Regions from separate parts of the Mus musculus genome. Here region 1 is linked to region 2. Evidence: chromatin contacts called from public HiChIP or PLAC-seq data. All regions are on one chromosome and are shown on one strand. The core of a region is the stretch at or near the end of the contact, and the rest is flanking DNA. Distances in the headings are between cores, read along the strand shown.

The links. HiChIP or PLAC-seq counts read pairs in DNA pulled down with a chosen protein or histone mark.
Region 1: a contact with region 2 is called in a CTCF HiChIP or PLAC-seq map of CD8 T cells, with 18 read pairs. The contact joins two enhancer-like sites. A contact is called at or near these places in 3 of 15 datasets of contacts at CTCF or cohesin (CD8 T cells and the NIH/3T3 cell line), 13 of 484 Hi-C or Micro-C datasets (astrocytes, bone marrow-derived DN3 thymocytes, brain and 7 more), 6 of 115 datasets of contacts at active chromatin or transcription factors (CD8 T cells, bone marrow-derived macrophages, effector CD8 T cells and 3 more) and 1 of 9 other capture datasets (embryonic stem cells).

What each region holds. Positions count from the first base shown.
Region 1 is chr11:109,859,496-109,862,775 of GRCm38.p6, reverse strand. No RefSeq gene overlaps it. Among named protein-coding and RNA genes, the nearest start is that of 1700023C21Rik, 15 kb to the right of the region's middle. Within about 2 kb of position 1,980, at least 229 of the 459 cell types and tissues checked have an H3K27ac peak or open chromatin away from gene starts, as enhancers often do. A contact at or near this core is called in CD8 T cells, where this site is marked.
Region 2 is chr11:109,769,611-109,773,377 of GRCm38.p6, reverse strand. No RefSeq gene overlaps it. Among named protein-coding and RNA genes, the nearest start is that of Gm11683, 26 kb to the left of the region's middle. Within about 2 kb of position 2,452, at least 7 of the 459 cell types and tissues checked have an H3K27ac peak or open chromatin away from gene starts, as enhancers often do. A contact at or near this core is called in CD8 T cells, where this site is marked.

The DNA of each region.
Region 1 (3,280 bases), core at 731-3,230, 90 kb before region 2:
CGCGCGCACACACACACACACACACACACACACACACACACAAAACCATCAGTTTCATCAATTTCACAAATGCACATGCATAGTTACATACATGCACATATACCTACATATGTGTGTACATGCAGACACATACATACACACACATATTTACAGATATGTACATTTGGCGAATGGAGCAAAGCCACAACAGCCACACTATTTTTTTCCCTCTCAGCCTTTTTATAACTCCTTAGACAAAAGTTCTTTATAAAATTAGCCCACAGATAAAATGTTACACAAAAAGGAGTTACAGAAGGATGTCCGTAGTAAGTTCAAAGCAGTGTTACATTCTATAAGCTCATTATAAGTTCAAAGCAACAGTTTCCCATGGCCTTGCTCTATCATGGTGCATACCTGTGGCTTCATCCTTGCACCTGACCTAGAATGAATGTTTTTCCTTGATCACAATTCTGCCCCAAGCCTGTTTCTCTTTTTTTTCCTGTAATTTATGAAAGCTCATTGTGTTCCTAATTATGCAGCCTTTACTATTCTATGAGGAGTGGGTACATTCTATTCTTGATTCTAACTATATTACATCTTTCTGGCAAAACGACTAAAACCGTCTCCTTAAACTTTCTTCCTAAAATTATTTGAATCAAACCAGGAATTCTATAAAGTCATTAATTCATCTAAACAGCACTAATTTATGAAAGTTCATCTTCATGTTGATCTGCAGGAAATTTGCCCAATTGGGTGGGCTGGTGCCCAGGAATCATTGGGCTATGTAATAGTGATGGGAAAGTCATAACATCGGTGAGAAGCAATCCTGGGATGACGTCTCTGGGGTCCATGCCTGTCAGAGCTCACCTGTCACAGCCATGCAAAGTGGTGGGCCATCCTCAAAAAAAAAAAAAAACCTTACTTGGTTGCCAAGCTTCATGGCTTATGCCACAATTACATATGCCAGTCCCCCCCCCCAAAAAAAAAATCCCCTTAGCTGTGTTTCCTGTCTGCTAAGAATCAAAGAACAGCCTCCACTGAGCCCCCCCCCCCCAGGATAATATTCTACCCAAGCATGTGAGGCTAAAAGCCAGGATGAACCCTCTGAAACAGTGACCTAAAATAAAAGAAAGGAGCTTTTGTTTCTCCAAGTATTTAGCCACAGCAAAGAGCAAAGGAAGTAATGCATATAGGACCACCTGTTTCAAACCAAAGAAGATGCACATGTGAGTTCCATGGGAAAGTCTCTGATGAGCTGAGCCCTTCATTCAAGTCTAATGGGTTTGTGCAAAAAATAAAAAAGAAAGACATATCAATGTCTGTTACATCATTAGTACATCTTATCCCTCCTGCTATAAAACTCCAGTGACTTGTTCTCCAGTGGCTTCATAACTGATGCTGGGAAAACCCACTTGACATGAAGTGCTCTTTACAAAGTGGTATTGCTTCAAAACGGTAACCCTAGGGACTGAAGAGATGTCTCAGTGGTTGTGAGAGCATGCTGCTCTCTTGTGTGCCTGAATTTGATTTCCAGCATCCATGTCGGCTGACTTAAAACCACCTGCAACTCCAGCTCTGGGCCTTCGTGGGCACCTGTACACACACACACACACACACACACACACACACACACACACCTGTGAATATGTAAAAATAAAGATAAATGTAAAAATCCACAATAAATAGGACAGACAGATGGACAGACAGGATAGGATACATAGATAAGAGCTGTAACCCTAGTTTTGCTTATTGCAGTCGGCCAGCCCATCCCACTAGTTTCATGCTTGCTACTACCCACATATGCATGAGTTGCTTCTCTGGAGATCCCTAAGTGATGTACCAACATCCTACTAAAATCATCTTGGGATGCCACAGACCCACTTAGGCCCTGATGCCCTGCTTTCCTTGTAACAAAAATGAGCCAGTCCCATCATCCTATCTCATCCAAAAAGAATCGGCAGTAATCACACAGCCACACGGTGGCGCTCCTGCTCTATCCCAGCGAGCCAGGTTCTCTGGAGAAAAGATCGGATCCAGAGCCGTGTTTGCAGGGGTTTTCAAAGCTAGCAATGAATAAGCAGCTGCAGAGGCATACAATTTAAGCCAAGAAGATTGCTGAGGGCCAGTAAAGGCAAGTTTACAGTCTTTGTGGTCTAGAAAAGTCCCTGTTCAGACGCCGCCTCCCTTGCAGAAGCTAAAAGTAGTCCCACAAATTCCTCCAGGGAAATGGGAAACCCCTGGGCCAGCAGGAAAGGGCGTGGGGGGGGGGGGTGTCATTGTCGAAGTTTGACTATCCCATTTCTCTAATTCTCCCTACAGTAAAAGACAGCTGTGCCTTGCTGTGTTTTCTTTCTTTCTCGATCATCGAGGTTGCTCTAAAGACTGAGGTCGCCCAAACCCAAGATCTGTAGCCTGCTTACTTGCATGTTTTTGCACACCGGATATGACTCAGGCTGCGCCCAGGATGTCTGCTGCCCACAATCCTTTGGGGGACAGGATCTGTCTGTGCCTCTGTGCAACCGTTTGGTTTATCTGCTGGCCGTCAGAACTCTACCCTGTCATTTAAGCCCCGAACTTAGCCACAGGTCTCAAAACGTCTTAATTCATGGGTTTCTCTAAGTCACGTGATCTCAGTATGAACGGTTTAAAATGCCTTCAGGTTTTTACATTTCTGCTTTTAATGAGGAAACAAACAGAACCAGATACAGGAGTAAGGTCAATGCCAGAGTTAGAAGCCATGGCTTCTGGGGCTGAAGGCGTGGCTTAGTGGGTGAAGCACTTGGTGTTCCTCATGCGCACCTGAGTTCGGATTCTCCAGCACCCATGTAAGCTGGGCATTGAATTGGCATGGCCCATGATTCTCGGGGGGGGGGGGTGCGGGGGGGTACAGATGAGAAGATCCCTGGATCTTACTAACCAGCCAGTTTGGTTGGAACAGTGACTTTCAGGCTCAGTTAGAGACCCTTTTTCAAATACTAAGGTGGACTCATAGGCATCTTGCTACATCAGTCATAAAGGAATATTTTGGAAGAATCAAAGCCAGAGGTCAGGGAGGACCGGAGCAAATGTGTGTTCCGGACACGGTAGGACCACTGCACTGGTGAACTCACAGCAGCTGTGGTTGCCTGTACAAGACCTGCACAGGACCACGACAGTCAGCATTGCAGCATGGAGGGACTCACAAGCCTACCACTTACTAAGGAGCATGGGCAATAGATGGCTTCTGGGAGTGACAGACTCCATTTTTCTTTAAGGGTGTGGCCTCTGAGAGGTTGCCTAAGTTCCAGTGGATTGCCCATAC
Region 2 (3,767 bases), core at 1,203-3,702:
TTTGGCTGTTGTAGAAATTGAATGAGTGACTACAGAAAGTGGAAAACCTTGTTTGACAAGTGTCTGGTATATTACATGTTGAGGAAAAAAGTTTTCACTTTATAAAAAGATTTATTGGAAACACTTCAAAAACACTAGTTGGCAAAAGGGGGGGGGCTTTCTTTTTTTCTCTCTTTCTTTTTGAGCCTGTTTTTAGGATTATACTTATTTCAACAGAGTTCTTCCTGGTCTCCCTATAGCTTCCTTTACCCTCCTGGTGCCTTCCCTGTGCCCTAGATAGACATTTTCTCAGAACTAGCCAAGGCCTTCTCGGCTTCTTAAGAATAAATTCGGAAAAAAAAAAAGAATAAATTCGAAAGCTCTTCATGAGGCCTGGGGAGACGGTTAAAAGCATGCACTTTACAAGCATAAGAAACTGAGTTAGACTGTCCGACACCTGTGTTGGATGCTTTGTGTGCATGGCTTTGTGTGCCTGGAACCCCAGCATGGATGGGTAGAAACAGGCAGGTCCCGAGTGCTCAACGACCAGACACCCTAGCCAAAATGGAAAGCTTCCAGTTCCATTTCTCAAGACAAGAAGGCAGAAAATAATAGACAGAGACACTCAATGTCCTCTTCTGGCCTCTATATGCATGCACATTCACATGTATGTGTTATACACGTATACACACAGGCACATGCACAAATATAGAGTAACAACAACAACAAAGCAAACAGCCTTCCTATGGCCTAGTGAGCCCCCTTGGTTGACTGCCCATGTAATCCTCTGCCTTTTTCTCTCCTTTTCTGGATGCTACAGGTGCCCTGGCCTCCTTCCTCATTGCCTAAGCACAATCTGAACTTTCTTCTTGCCTCTGGCCCTTGCGCCAGCTGTCCCCACACTTCTTAGAATAGAAGCATGGCTTCCTTTCTCACTTCCTTCAGGTGTCTTCTCAAATGTCACCTGTTCAGAAAGGCTCCCAGGACACCGCATTGGAAGCAATGCCCAATCATTTCATCCCCTCACCCTGATTTGTCTTTCTTTATAGAACCTGCTCCCATATGATATTTTATAGCCCTATTAAATAATATAGGACTACCCCGCCTCTCCTGTGGATATTTTTACCTATTATCGCTGTCCTTATGAAAGTATGAGTCACAGAACGTACATTTTAATTACTGGCTTTGAGAGATTTTATTTCTAATTACATGTAGGCCTGTTTGACTATGTATCGATGTTTGCATGGAGGTACCTGTGCCTGCAAAGGCCAGCAGAAGGCACTGAATGCCCTGTAGCTAGAGTTATAGGTGGTTGTGAGCTCCATGGCATGGGGGCTGGGAACCAAATTTGGGTCTTCTGCAAACCAATATATTTGTACTTTACCTCTGCAGCCCCTCCTTTATGCTTGACCAAATGAATTAATGGTAAATAATTATATGATGTAAATAATAGCTATAATTAACTACAAAGTAACATACACCCTTGTTACTCCTGCTTCTCCTTCCATGTTGAGACCTGACAGTCTTCTTTACCCAGAAATCAGAGGGGCAATGATGTAATCATAACTGAGAGCTCAGGTCATGTGATTCAGAGTCCAGGGCCCATATGTTCTGAGCTAGGGGCAGGTGGACCCCAAAGGGGGTTGTTATAGGCAGCAGAATTAACAAATGGCAAGGTGTGTTTTCAGGATGGAATGAAAGTTGGACACAAACCACCAAGTTCTATTGCCAGATAGTTCAGGCAAGCAAGCAAAGGGTGAGCTCAAAGGTCCTTTTGTCTGCAGTGGAAGAGACTGGGTTAGACTCTTCAGGGTTCACCTGGCACAAACTGGATTCTGCAACCTTGTCCTCAGTGGGGAGTGTGCCAAGCATTTCAGTAGGAGTAGAAGTCGGAGGGCTATGCCAGGAGCTTTCACCCTCTGCCATGTGGGGATGGTCCTGCACCCACAGACACAGGACACTGTAGGAGGTATGTGAAAATGTGTAGGGGGGGCATCACAGGACACTGGCACTCTAAGACCAAGAGACTTGTCCGTCTGTCTGATGGCCATTTCTGCCATGAGTCTTTCCTAAGGGCTACAGTCACCATGCCAGGCAGTGGTCTGAGCAGGGGAATAGGGTGACAAGGACAGCTCTGAGACCACTCTGTTTCCCAGGTTAAGATTGGGACCAAATGTGAGACTGATACAGACCTCTGGAAGGCAGATGGTTTAGCCTTGGTGATGGACTTCGGGCTGGATGCTTAGGCAGACATGAAGGGGTCCAGTTTGTAGAACTTGACACTGGCTTAGAGATGGGAAGCAATGAAAGAGTTAACGGGGCCTCCAGGTAACGCTTGACCAGCTGGAATGACAGTGGTACCAATCTCTGATGAGGAGCTCTTGGATAAAGAATACATTCAGTAGTAAATGCTAAACTTGAGCTTCAGGAAACAGTGAGACAGCTGTACTGAATAGATCACGCCTGTGAGGTTAACTGTTTAGAAGCGGGGCCTCTGCAGATAAACTCAACACGGGATCATACTGAATTGCAGCGGTCTTACTATAATGGCTGGTATCTTTGTAAGGACAGGAAAATTTAGGTACTGACATCACAAAGGGAAGCTAGAGACAATTTGTGTTGTCACCAAGTAAAAGGAGCTACCAAGCCACATAAAGCCGGGGAAATTGAGGCTCCCCAGCACTGACTCTGGACTTGCCAGAAAAGGCCTTCGACATTCTAGAATCCCCTCGCGCCTTTTCAGAATGGAATTGCTGTGAATCGGCTAGGCTGAACTCAGTGGAGTTATTTGTATTAGCGAGTCCATGCAGATTTGATTCATTCTATTGCATCCTATAAAATGCAAATACGTAGGGGCTTTCCCCCTGAACTCTCCCAGTTACCTTAGAAGAAACTAAAAGAAAAATATACTCGTCTGAGTAACCCCCCTGAATTCTCATGATGATACTAAAATCCTCCGTCTGGTGCCCGAAAGTAATTATGCTCCAACGGATTGACAAGATCTTCATTTTCTAATTATAGAACAGATGTTTTCCGGAAGCGGTTACCCTGACACAGGTTGTAAAAATAATCTCAAAAAACTGATCTTTGATTTCGACAACAGCTGTGCGGGTCTGCCACAACAAACCCGTATTTAAATAGAAAAGCCTTGTCATTTCTCCGCATCCGAAGGTCCAAGCAGCTTTCCCGGGAGTCCTGACGGTCCAGGAATCAGGCTGACGTGGCCAGCTCTGTGAAGGCGGTTGGGCCTGAGGGACACCTCACTTTGTCAGGAGTTTCCTGGGCACAGGGCTTTTTGATCTCAGGATCTAGTTTCATCTCGAATGCTGTCTTCTCTATAAAGGTGCTGGTGACTTTTCTCTTCCACTATTTGATTGCCCCTTGATTCTGTTGAGCCCCCAGAATCCTAGGGACAGCATAATTTGTTCTTACAGTTTGAATGCATCCCTAAACGTTTGCATACTGGAAACGTGTGTGTGTGTGTGTGTGTGTGTGTGTGTGTGTGTGTGTGTGTGCACCTACATGAGAAAACCAAAAGTCAAACAGTAAATTGTTCCTAAGAACTTGTCCACCTTGTTTTTTGTTTGTTTTTTGTTTGTTTGTTTGTTTGGTTGGTTTTTGGGGGGGGGGGGTGTTTGGTTTTTTGTGTTTTGTTTGTTTGTTTGTTTGTTCTTTTGAGACAGGGTTTCTCTGTGTGGCCCCGACTGTCCTGGAACTCACTCTGTAGACCAGGCTGGCCTCGAACTCAGAAATCCGCCTGCCTCTGCCTCTCAAGTGCTGGGATTAAA